Linked DNA regions of Macaca mulatta: regions 1 and 2 are each linked to region 3. A link is a contact called in public Hi-C data. All regions are on one chromosome and are shown on one strand. Each heading gives the region's core, a stretch centred on a gene start, on an enhancer-like site or on the middle of the called end of the contact. The rest is flanking DNA. Distances are from core to core; before and after follow the strand shown. Region 1 overlaps APLP2 (amyloid beta precursor like protein 2). Region 2 holds the start of PRDM10 (PR/SET domain 10). Region 3 holds the start of APLP2 (amyloid beta precursor like protein 2).

Region 1 (3,697 bases), core at 1,114-3,613, 51 kb after region 3:
TGAGCTTATTTCCTGCCTCTGTTTTTGTGTTTCAGAATAGAGACGGGACTCATTGTTGTGCTTTGCACATAGGAGTTATTAACCTTCCTTTTTTCTATTTTGGCCTTCAGTGAATTTCCTACTGAAGCAGATCTGGAAGATTTCACAGAAGCAGCTGTGGATGAGGATGATGAGGATGAGGAAGAAGGGGAGGAAGTGGTGGAAGACCGAGATTACTACTACGACACCTTTAAAGGAGATGACTACAATGAGGAGAACCCCACTGAACCCAACAGCGATGGCCCCATGTCAGACAAGGAAATTAGTCACGATGTCAAAGGTAACCGCATATAGAGCCATGGCTTTGGAATCCACATGGTAATTATTCACTTAGACTTTTGCATTGCGTCTGTTACAGGTAAGTCAGTCATAGAAGGAAAGGTGGTATCCCTGCACTGAAGGTGTGTTCAGCTCTTCAGTGCAGTGATGGTGCCGTCTTAACGAAGTGGGCAGGCAGGCACATCCAGGGAGAGGTGTAGGATTGAATTAGAGAACAAGGACTAGAGAGTAAGACAGACAGCATAGTCCGCCCTTCAGCAGGATTCTTCCACGTTCAGCCTAAAATATTCCCTCCCCAAGGGAAGCTCCCCTCTTTGATACCACTCAAGTCCTGGCCTCCTAGAATAGAACTGGCTTGCCTGGTTTTTCTTTTCCTGCGTTTGTTCTAATCTGTAGGCTGCCCTGTTTGTCCAGATGTTTTAGTTGGGAGGGTGAAATTTATTGACCTGCTGGTAACAAATTAGGGCCTGCAGTTTTTTTTCATCTTGCCAATTAAAACAAGAAAAGGTTGCAGTAGTTCCAGAGCCAGTAACATGCAGCCTCCTGCTGATTGTATATTTGAAAGCAATTAAGAGCTAAAGAATTATTTAGGACCCAAGTTGGGGGAAAATACTTAACCAGTTGAGAAGTTTATGATTTGCCTTAGAGAACGTAAAAATGGGAAACAAGGCCGGGCGCGGTGGCTCAAGCCTGTAATCCCAGCACTTTGGGAGGCCGAGACAGGCGGATCACAAGGTCAGGAGATTGAGACCATCCAGGCTAACACGGTGAAACCCCGTCTCTACTAAAAAATACAAAAAACTAGCTGGGTGAGGTTGCCGGCGCCTGTAGTCCCAGCTACTCGGGAGGCTGAGGCAGGAGAATGGCATAAACCCAGGAGGTGGAGCTTGCAGTGAGCTGAGATCCAGCCACTGCACTCCAGCCTGGGCGACAGAGGGAGACTGTCTCTCAAAAAAAAAAAAAAAAAAAAAAAAAAGGGGAAACAATTGTCTGTTCTAGGTGCTTTAGTCTTTACTCCGGTATCACCACTTAAAACAGCCTTTCCACTCACATTGTCTCCTGAATAGACAAACGAGGCAGATAACTCCACTGAACAGATGAGAAATGCGAGGCTCTCACAGCTGTGAGACAAAGGGATTGCTCTACGTCAATCTAAACTTAGATCTAGACTCCAGAGGGTGCCAAAAAAAATCCCAGTTCCTAAATGTCTCTACTCCATGGGGAAGCAACTTGTCCTCAGCAAGGCTGGCCTGAGCTGGAGCATTCTGCCAGCCAGGGCCTCTGGGCTCTGTCCTGTCTCAGGCCTCCCCCAGCCCATTCCCCGGCTTGCTGGCCTGTAGCATTTTGAAACATTTGACGTCACTGCCTCTGTCCTGCTGACACTCTGACCGTTTTCACACAGCTGTCTGCTCCCAGGAGGCGATGACGGGGCCCTGCCGGGCCGTGATGCCTCGTTGGTACTTCGACCTCTCCAAGGGAAAGTGTGTGCGCTTTATATATGGCGGCTGCGGCGGCAACAGGAACAATTTTGAGTCTGAGGATTATTGTATGGCTGTGTGTAAAGCGATGAGTAAGTCCCACCTTGCGGGGGTCCTGTGCGGCAGCACCGTCCTGTCCGGCGTCCGTCTCCCCGCCGTCCTCGTGGCTGCATCTGTGTGGTGTCCCTGCCCACTCGGGTGTTTGCTGTCAGTCGTCTTCCCCTCATCTTTGTGCTTTCTAGGTCTAGGCTTTGCTCTCCTTCTGGCAGTGGTAAGCTCAGTTCTCACGTCCTGTGCTCACCGTGTGTCTGGTGGTGCTCGGTGGTGGTGGTGCGCACCCGCCTTGGTATAGCGGGCGGCACGGCCAGGGGCTTGTCCTTTCTCGTCCGGCTTTGGAGTCTGCAGGCCCCGGGCCACTGTAGTGTTGGTGGGGGAAGGCAGCTGTGCCTTGGGCTGGCTCTAGCTCAGAGGCACTGAACGTTCCTGTCTTTGAACTGCCCTGTCTCTGACCCCTGTGATGCATGCCAGCTCACGGGATGCCTGCTCTTGAAAGGAGTGACAATGAAGTACTTTGGGCAGTCTAGAATATTGAAATATCTTGCATAATGCACTCTAGAAGAGAGCTAGCAGCCAAGTGGTAGTGACTCACTGTGTTGCTTCAATATTGTGCAACCGGGTCACACAGCTTTAGGAAGTGAGAGGATTTCAGTTGGTGTGTGCTTTGGTGTGACGGGAAGGTCAGTGGTTCAGTTGAGTTGGGTTTATGCTGGACGTTGGTAGGAAGAGTTTCTACCAAGAGTTTCCCTTTTCTCCATGGCTACTCCTTTTTCTCGTTAAGAGCTTCAGTCTCTCACCTTGCAGCACTAACCTACACATTAGGAAGATCCGCAGGCCAGACCGTTTTTCTTGGTTCCTACTCTGGAATTTGTTGGAATAATAATTTGCTATGAAGGATTTGGCTATAGCTCTGATGGATTTTCATTCAAATCTCTTCATGTTCCCTCTTCCTTCCTTCTACCAAAAGATCTTTCACATCTTAATGTAATACGGCAATGCTTTGAGTGCTTCCCTTCCAACTCCAGGAAAGCTGATTTATTCTGTAACAGTTGAAAGGTGAAATAAAAAGAGTCCTTAGGGAACCTTGGTGAATAAACCTTGCGTTTTCAGGAAAGATTCAGAAATAGAAATTATTGTGAGACTTACTACTTTGTAAAACTTGGGTTGAAGCCTGAGGAATCCCAGTGAGTGTGGAGGTGGTGATCTCCACCTGAAGGGTCAGCTAGGAAGTGCTGTGAGACATGATGGAGTGGCAGGTCTGTAAAACTGTTTGCTGTGGCTTGGATAAGATTTGCCTCGGAGAAGCAGTGTTCATGCTCTGTGGGGCCTCTGCCTGGAGGGCTTTGCAGGTTGAGAAGCATCAGGTTTCCTTCCAGTGGGAACGTTTTTATTCTTCTTTGAAGGGGCTGAGGCTGGCGGATGTGCCGGCTTCGTGATCACGTGTGTGATTCCACAGGGACCCAGGGTGTCTTCAGAAAAAAGCCTTTCAGCCCACTGTCCTCTCCACTCTGGTCCCAGGGAGGGTGGAAGCAGCCTGTGTTTGCTGTTATCTTTATCCAGTCCAGCTATATGAACCAAAGGCTCCGTCTCCAGCGCTCAGGCCTTTACAGCACAGGCACGTGTCGCTGATCCGCACGATGGACTGCAGCGCTTGAAATTCTCCTTCACTGAGCCTCCGAGTGCCTTGGGGAATGGTGTTTACTAAGTTATAGATTCTCATTTAGTTAATCTGAAAGTGGGATATTGACATCCTTTTAAAACTTACATAGGGCTCATATTCTTCATGACTTTAGTTGTCATTTTTAGTTCTATTAAACAAAGGGGCAAATAAAAGATGCTTCCGA
Region 2 (3,855 bases), core at 1,000-3,499, 59 kb before region 3:
CATTAATATGTGGTGGAGCATGCTACAAAACAGAAAAACTAAAAATGGCTTATTTGAAAAAGCAGAACAATCTTGCCTTGAAAAACAAGTAACAGCACAGCAAACAGTGGGAGCTTACGGGGCAGGAGAAGGCACAAGACATTTGTCTTGATCCAAAACAAACAAAAAATGTAAACCTTCCACTAAGCGCCCGTGTTCACTTTTAAATGGTTCATTCTCTGTCAATTTCACCTCAATTTATTATAAAAGGAAACCTAAAGACCGAGCACGGGGGCTCACGCCTGCAATCCCAGCACTCAGGGATGCTGCGGCGGTAGGATTGCTTGAGTTCAGGAGTTCGAAACCATCTTGGGCAACATGATGAAACCCCGTTTCTACAAAAAGTAGAAAAATCAGCCAGGCGTGGTGGTGCCTGCCTGTAGTCCCAGTTACTAGGGAGGCTGAAGCAGGACCTTGAGCCCAGGAGGTCGTGTCTGCAGTGAGCCAAGATCGCGCCACTGCACTCCAGCCGGGGCAACCAGAAAACCTGTCTCCTAAATAAATAAACCTAGCAAAGTTACTTTCTAAAAACCCCATATTGAATAAACACTGTTTAAACGCTGCTTTGCCCCCAACCAATCCTAATTAAAAAAAAAAAAAAAAAAAAAAATCTTGTTTTCTCTATTCTAGAGCAACAAATAAGTAATGCTCATCAAAGTGGAAGCTATTGTGGCGCTGAAATGGGTAGGAAGATACAAAAAAATACAATGTAATAATACACCTTCTTGCCTAACAGCAATGGTGGAGAAACAAAGAACAGGTCAGAAAAAGAGGCCACAAAACAGTCATGAGTGATTCTGCTGTTTTTAATAAAGATTAAGTACTGTTGACTTTAGAGAATTTGGGGTGACGAGCCAGGCAAGATTTTAACCGGCAAAGGAGCAGATTTAGGGCACAGGGCAGAGCTGGGTGCGTCTCATCACACTTCTAATCCTCGATGACAGCACAAAGCCACCCCTCCTTGTGCTTAAGTGTACACGCACATTGATTGAAAATGCACTGAAATCCAACTCATCCACCAAGCAAGGCTAAAGGAGCGCACACAAATTCAACAGCGCTGCGTTCGCGTGGCTGGAGGGCAGACCGTGAATATTCCATTTTACTTAGCAGAGTACCAACACCTAGCTGCACGGCTAAACCTGCTTAAAAACAGCTGGCGAGAGGCTGGAGAGCTGCACACCGTGAGCCCTCTCCCGAGCGCCGACCGGCCTCGCCCTGCCTCCGCGCTGCACCCCGGATGCGGACGGACTGGGGCAGGGCCGCGACCCCGGCCCCGGCCTCCGCCCGGCCGGCCCCGACACCGTGCCACGGGACAGACCCGCAGGGGCCGCCCCACACCCCTGCGGGCCGGCCCCCCGCCCGGGTCCCGGACGCCAGCTTGGGACCGCAGGCCGGGGGCCCAGCCATCGATGGCAGGTGGGCGGCGCGGCCTCCGCAGATAAACCTGGGCGTCCCATCGGACAGGACCTTCCGCCCCACGCGCCCGCAACCAGCCACCCCCAGCCCGGTGCCCAGCCCCTGGCCCCCGGCCCCCGGCCGCCGGTGCTCTGCTCCCGGCCGGCTGAGACCTGCCCGCCGCGCCCGAAGCGCCCGCGCAACCGCCGCCGCCGGAGCGCGCAGGCCGCCCAACCGCCGTCCCGGCCCAACCAACGCGGGCAGGGGAGGAGAGGTGCGCGCGGCCGGCGGAGCGTGCGAGCCACTCGGGGGTCGCAGGGGGAGGCTGCGCGCGGCGAGGGCAGGGGCGAGGAGGCGCCGAGGCCGGCGCTGAACGCGGCGCCAGGAGGGCCTGCTGGAGGGGGCTTTGCCCCTTTCCCCTTGGAAGGTGCAGATGGTTTGACCCCCCACCCCGAGTGAGGTGCCTAGTCCCAGCCCCGGCTGGACTGTACCATCGGGCGGTGCCGCCGGGATTTCTCCCCCCCCACCCGGGTCCGCGGTCGGTTGGCCCCGGCCGGGCTCTGAGACGCGGAAAGAGCTGGGCGCCATTTTGGGTGGGACTAAGCAAAGACGAAACACCCTCCCAGTCTATGGGGTACCCTGGACCCTGGCTTATCTGGTTCCCTTAATCCTTTAGGTACTTACACGACGTTGGGTGAGGGGAGCTGGAAGATCAGCGGGTCCCCGATCCTCTCTCCCTAGGGGTGATAGAAATCAAACCCCCCCGCCACCTCCAGGTGGTTCTTCCCGCCGCAGAGTGGGAGCAGCATAAAAGGCGGGGTCTTATTAGCATAATCTGCCTGGCAACCTGATCTCGACGTTATATGATTGGTTAAACTCTGTAAGCCCCATGCCGTGCCTAGAGACGAGAAATGCTGGGGCGAACTGACAGGCCCAGATTTAGGAGTCATGACGAAGATCCCGAGACGCTTATTCAGTCTGCAGAGAAGCCAAAAGGAGATTCACACAATGGCCCAATGACTGAAGGCCTCTTTATTTCGTGCTCTGCTGTTCATGTAAAACCCAATCGCAGAGCGGGTCTCAGGCGGCGCTCGCCTGCGTTTCTACTCTCAGCCAATCAGAAAACCCGACTCTTCGCTTCAGGGTCAAGCCCCCGCTGCGGCCCGCCTGCCGACTGGGAGGAAGCGTCCAGCGGTGCGTGGGTCTCTCGGACGCCGACGGCCCAGGGTCCCGGGAGGCGCGCGGGGGTGAGGTGACCCTCGCGTCCGCCCGCCCCGCCGCAGGTTGCCTCCGAAGCGGCCTGGCCGCGGAGCGCCGGCGAAAACCGAACTCCCGCCCGGCTCCTGGGCTCGGTGCGGCCGGGTAACGCCTGCCGGGGTCTCGCCCTCAGGACCCCTAGGGAGCGGCCGAGCGCCGCCAATCACCCTGACCCACCGCACCTTGCCAGCGCTGTCACTGCGCCTCTTTTTTTCCCCTCTGCCAATCTGTAAAGGAAGTGATTGTCATTTCAAACATTGAGAAGCATTATTCAACACTGGTTACCCAGTGACTCAGCTCACTCCTTAACCGCAGGCTTCCACATCCTGCTGTCCCTTAAAATTGCCTTCTCAAAGGGCAGCCAAGAGCCCAACTTTGGAGAGATACCCAGCTCCAGCTACCCACTGGCAGGCAATACGCATGGCAGCTAGATGGCAGAGAGACCTTGGACCTTCGGACCTTCAGGGAGCGATTTTCCCTTCCTTGATATCTACCTTGCTACGTTATTTTGAAGATTAAGTGAGCTCTTACTTTACCGAGTAAAGTGCTTTGCTTAGCACACTGTCTGGAACTTAAATGAGAAGTACTGACAATATAACCTACAAAAATCCTAAACTATTGCCTGAGAAAAAGAGGGAGGCAGGACAGCTAAGCAAAAGACGAGAATAGAAAACACCCACAGCGGGAAAAACTAAAATTAACTCAATAGTATTCTCTTTACTGTTTTGTTTTGTTTGTTTTTTAATACGGAGTCTTGCTCTGTCGCCCAGGCTGGAGTGCAGTGGTGAGATCTGGGTTCACTGCAACCTCCGCCTCCCAAGTTCAAGCGATTCTCCTGCCTCAGCCTCCCTAGTAGCTGGAATTACAGGCATGCACCACCACGCCCGGCTAATTTTTGTGTTTTTAGTACAGATAGGGTTTCGCCATGTTGGCCAGGCTGGTCTTGAACTCTAACCTCAAGTGATCCTCCTGCCTTGCCCTCCCAGAGTGCTGAGATTACAGATGTAAGCCACCGCGCCTAGTCTACCATTTTGTTTATTTAAATAGCTGGAAACAACGGGGAAAGAAAAGAGCTTTTTTTTTTTTTTAAACTTCGTGACAGGGTGCGGTGGCTCACGCCTGTAATCTCAGAACTTTGGGAGGCCGAGGCGGGTGGATCGCTTG
Region 3 (4,246 bases), core at 732-3,231:
GAAAAGAGAATCCCAAGTGATGGAGGAACTTGCCCGTGATTATGCGGCTGTGTCAGTCAGCTCCGGCTGCTGCAACAAAATAACATAGGCTGTGGGGCTTCAACAACAGGAATTTATTTTTCAGAGTTCTTGAAGCCTGGGAAGTCCAAGCTCAAGATGCCACTTCGGCCCCTCAGTGATGGACCTCTTCCTGGTTTGCAGATGGCGGCCTTCTTGCTGTGTTCGCACATGGAGGAGGGAGGTGGGGGCTGAGGTTGGGGGTAGGGGACAGAGACTGTGAGAGAAAAGCAAGCTCTCTGGTGTCTCTTCTAATAAAGGCACTAATCCCATCATGACCTACTACCTCCATGACCTCATCCAAACCTGATTACCTCCCAGAGGCCCCATTTACAAATAACCATCACACTAGGGTTCAGCGCTTCGGCACACACTTTAGGGGTGGGGACAAAATTCGGTCCATAGCAAGAGCCAAATTCATGCCAGTTCCAGAATTAGTATCAGCACCCAAGATAATTGGGTTCAATAACACCGGGCAAACATTTATCGAGGCCTGCACTGTGAGGGGCACTGCAGCATGACACACCCGAGTCTTGTCAGTGGCCTGAGAGAGGTATGGAAATAACCAGGGAGCAAGTGCCACAGTGGGAAACATCCCTCTGAGCAATCAGAAGCGATGATATTACAGCCGACTGAGCCGAGGAACAGTGAAAATGCTTCCAACAGGTAGATGTTGGGGAGAGGACATTGCAGGCGCAGGAACAGTGTTAAGAAGGGCTGTGAAATGGAAAGGTGTCTTCTTGGAGGAATCGGGCAGAGCCAGTTGACCCACAGGGAACTGTGCATGTAGGGGAGTGGTGCAAAGTAAGGCTGGAAAATCCCGGGTTCTTCTTACAGCCGCACTCGTCTACTCCGCGGACAGTCTCCTCCTTTCTATTGTCAGCGTCCTGGGGGTAGGGGTTGCGTTATGTATTTAGTTGAACCAGGAGGGACTAGTCCAGGCCTCTCAGAAGGCAGTACCTAACTCACTGGCTACTGAAAGGAAACAAGGCCAGCGGAGCCCTGGCGGTGGCGAGGCTGTGCCAATTGCTAAATGGGCCAGCAGGACATTTTTCTCTAGTGAAGTGGAAATGCCGCGGAGCAGGAAGGCAGAAAAGCAGGTCTCCCGCTAGTGCGCCTCAACCGAAGAAGCAGCGTGATCTCTCCTAAAACACACGAGGAAGGGGGCCTGGGCTGTGAGGCCGGCGTGGTTCTTGCACCCCTGGTCTCTATCCCTGCCTGGGCGGCCGCTGGGAAGGAAGGGTCGGGAAGAGGCCTAAGGATCGGAGGCCGAGCATGCGGAGCGCGGCCGGGGTGAGGCGAGGACCCGGCGGAGAGGCCTGGGCGGAGCAGCGAGGGAGAGGCGCGCCCTGAGTACGGCTCGGGGGAGGAGGGTGGCTGCCTCCTGTGGTCCTCCCCCTGCCTCGGGGGACGGTCCTTGGCAAACCGTCCCGGACTCCTAATTCATCCTGTTTTTAATAAAACCATTTCCAGAATCAAAAAGAGGGCGTACCCAATGGAGTCTGAAGAATGCCCAGCAGGGGCAGGGTAGCGGGCCGTGCCCGTATCGGGAGGCTGAAGGCTGACGGACCAGCGTAGCAGGGACAGATAACCGCGCCGGGGGTGGCGGAGGACACAGCCAGCCCCGCGCCGCAGAGCTGCGGCCCCCGACCCGCCGCGCGCACGCCCCCGCGCCTGGCGGCCACAGGGTCCGGAGCGGGGGCGGGGCCGTCCGCGGCCGGAGGCGGGGCCGGGCGGGGGCGCGCGGTTGGACCGGGCGGGAGGAGCAGGCTCTTCCATCCCCTGATTGGGTCTGGACCGCACGGCGGGGCGGGGTCTTGAGAGGTTCTGCGGGCCGGCATTGGGAGCCGCAGAAGGAGGGCGTGGTAATGTGAAGTCAGTTCCGGTCGGTGTAAAACCCCCTGGGCGGCGGCGAACTGGCTTCAGATGCTTCTGGGTCGCGGTGTGCTGGGCGCGCAGTCGGTGTGTGTGAGCTTGAGAGCCGCGCACTAGAGCTACCCGGCGAGGGATGGCGGCCACCGGGACAGCTGCCGCCGCAGCCACGGGCAGGCTCCTGCTTCTGCTGCTGGTGGGGCTCACGGCGCCCGCCTCGGCGCTGGCCGGCTACATCGAGGTGGGGACCGGGCGAACGCCGGAGGAGCGCGGCCTGCGGGCGAGCAGCGGGGTCCGCTGCAGGGCGGGCCGGGGGTGCGGCGCGGGGGATCCGGCGCTGCGGCGGGTCTGGCGCGCCCTCCCCCGCCCGTCCCTGCTTGGCGCAGTCCTTAGCGTTGGAGGTCGGGCTGCCTCAGCCGCCGCAGAGGCCAAATGAAAGGCGTCGGGGATACTGGGGGCGGCGGGCCGCCTCGGCCTCCCCAGCCCCCAACCCACCCCCGGCGCCGCCACCTCCTCCGGGGACCCCGCGCCCCCGGGCGCCCGCCCCGCCCTCCCGCGGGACAATGCGAGCATCGACCAGGGCGCTTCTCTCCCGCCGGAGTCCGCAGCTCGTCTCTCTCCGGGGGCGACCCCGCGCACCCCGTTAAGCTCCCTCACGCGGTGCCGGGACCTCGGCTCCGGGCCTCCCACCTGCGGGCTTCGCCTTTGTTGCCAGGTGGACGCGGCCCCGGCCTTCGCGCGCGGCGGGGATGCTGCGAGCCCCGGGGGAGCTCCCGCGCCAGGCCGGCCGCTGCTCCCTCCGCCGCCCGGGGCCGGGGCGCGGACGCGCATTTTTAAGTGGCGCTGTTTGCCTGCGTCCGTAGACCGAGGAAACCCGCTCTGTGTGCGTTGAACGCTTTCGTGAGGGTTTCAGTGAGTAGGGAAGGTGCCCGCGAATGCGTGTAAAGTCTTGGAAAAACCGTCCTCTGTCCGTGTCAGAATTCCAGCGGTGGTGTGCTTCGAGGTCGCCCCCTGAGCATCCCCGCTGCGAGAAAGGCGAAGCGGCTGGGCCGGGGGCGGCCACGGCGCGGGCCGGAGCGGGCAGCCTTGGAGGAGCCCTGCTGTGGCCGAGGGAGACGGCGGGCTTGATCTTTTACTTCCCTTCTCGAAGTAGTGCTTGAACTGCTGGACTGGAATGTGTAGTTCTGGTGTCGTTTATTTCTTCTCCCTCTTCGCTCTTTTAAAAATTACAATTGGTTTCTGCCTACTTAGGTAATTTCAGAGAGACCTGAAGACTGGATTTGATTAGGCATTAATTGGGAGCTTTCTTTTAAAGACGTCAGGTTTAGAATATGTTTACTTCTACAGAATGTTCAAGTATTTCCACGGGTAAAAATAAATCTAGTAAAAAGCCTCTCTGATGGAACGGCTTAAAACCTTTGTATTCATCCTGTTTAAAGCTTTGTGACTGTGAGGGTAAGAAAGGAGTTCAGCTTTAAGGAGAAATAGTTAACGTTTATCTACAGAGGATTTTGGATTGCGATTGTTTCAGTGTCCACACAGTGGTCAGAGTTTATCTGTGATCCTTGATATGATGTCGCATGAAAACAGCTAGGTGAGTGAGATGGAGAGAAGAAATAAAGGGTTTTGTATGGAAGATGGGACTTCACTAGTGAGTCGGGTGTCAGAAACCATCGTTCACACTCGCACCCCGCTTCCCATTGGTATGAGTAATTTCAGGCATTAGTGAATTCACAGTAAAGGACTCCGCAGTTTTAAAGAATTCGTTAATACTTGTGCAGGGAGAAAAAATAATAACAGAATTCGTTGTGTATTAAATTTGATTGTTAGTCACAGCGTTGTTCACTTGAAAAGTATGACTGAAGAAAGGAATTAAACATTTCTGAAAAATGGTTTTATGGTACCTCCTGTTCTTTGGAGCTGTATTTTTGCTCACACTTACTAAATGATCTTTCAAGGGGCCTTTTGTCAAGCTATCAGAATTTTATTCACATGAATATAATTTGATTTTGTTTATTTGCTGTCAGGCAAGGGACTGTCGAAGCTTAATTTAGATGAGAATGGCCTAAATCAGGATGTCTTTGGGAAGGCCCTGATTGAGATTAGCCAAAGGGATTCTGGCCAAATCCCTGATCAAGTTGCTTGGCACAGAATTATTGATTGGCAAATCTTTAGTGTTGCTTGGTGTTCACTGAATTAATCTCTTACACCTGTTTTTAAAAAAAACACCTCTGGACTCAGGGTCACTTCCTCTCTTAAATCCGACACAAGTTCTCATGCGTGCATGCTCCCATTTCTGACTGAGACAGTGTTGTGC

What was found. Hi-C and Micro-C count contacts between places; a contact is called where the count stands out from the background.
Region 1: a Hi-C map of blood shows a contact between it and region 3, with 5 times the contacts expected there. The contact joins the enhancer-like site here to the promoter of APLP2 in region 3. A contact is called at or near these places in 4 of 14 Hi-C or Micro-C datasets (blood, cortical neurons, fibroblasts and 1 more).
Region 2: a Hi-C map of liver shows a contact between it and region 3, with 2.5 times the contacts expected there. The contact joins the promoter of PRDM10 here to the promoter of APLP2 in region 3. A contact is called at or near these places in 5 of 14 Hi-C or Micro-C datasets (CD4 T cells, cortical neurons, fetal cortex germinal zone and 2 more).

What each region holds. Positions count from the first base shown.
Region 1 is chr14:130,410,493-130,414,189 of T2T-MMU8v2.0, forward strand. It overlaps APLP2 (amyloid beta precursor like protein 2), which reads left to right. Exons shown (of 16, transcript XM_015116122.3): 6 at 111-319. Among named protein-coding and RNA genes, the nearest start is that of ST14, 35 kb to the right of the region's middle. Within about 2 kb of position 2,364, at least 14 of the 40 cell types and tissues checked have an H3K27ac peak or open chromatin away from gene starts, as enhancers often do. A contact at or near this core is called in blood, where this site is marked.
Region 2 is chr14:130,300,261-130,304,115 of T2T-MMU8v2.0, forward strand. It overlaps PRDM10 (PR/SET domain 10), which reads right to left and starts at 2,250. Exons shown (of 21, transcript XR_013404429.1): 1 at 2,119-2,250.
Region 3 is chr14:130,359,679-130,363,924 of T2T-MMU8v2.0, forward strand. It overlaps APLP2 (amyloid beta precursor like protein 2), which reads left to right and starts at 1,982. Exons shown (of 16, transcript XM_015116122.3): 1 at 1,982-2,170. The coding sequence starts at 2,066. It overlaps LOC144334497 (a long non-coding RNA gene), which reads right to left and starts at 1,754. Exons shown (of 2, transcript XR_013404433.1): 1 at 1,550-1,754; 2 at 93-1,202.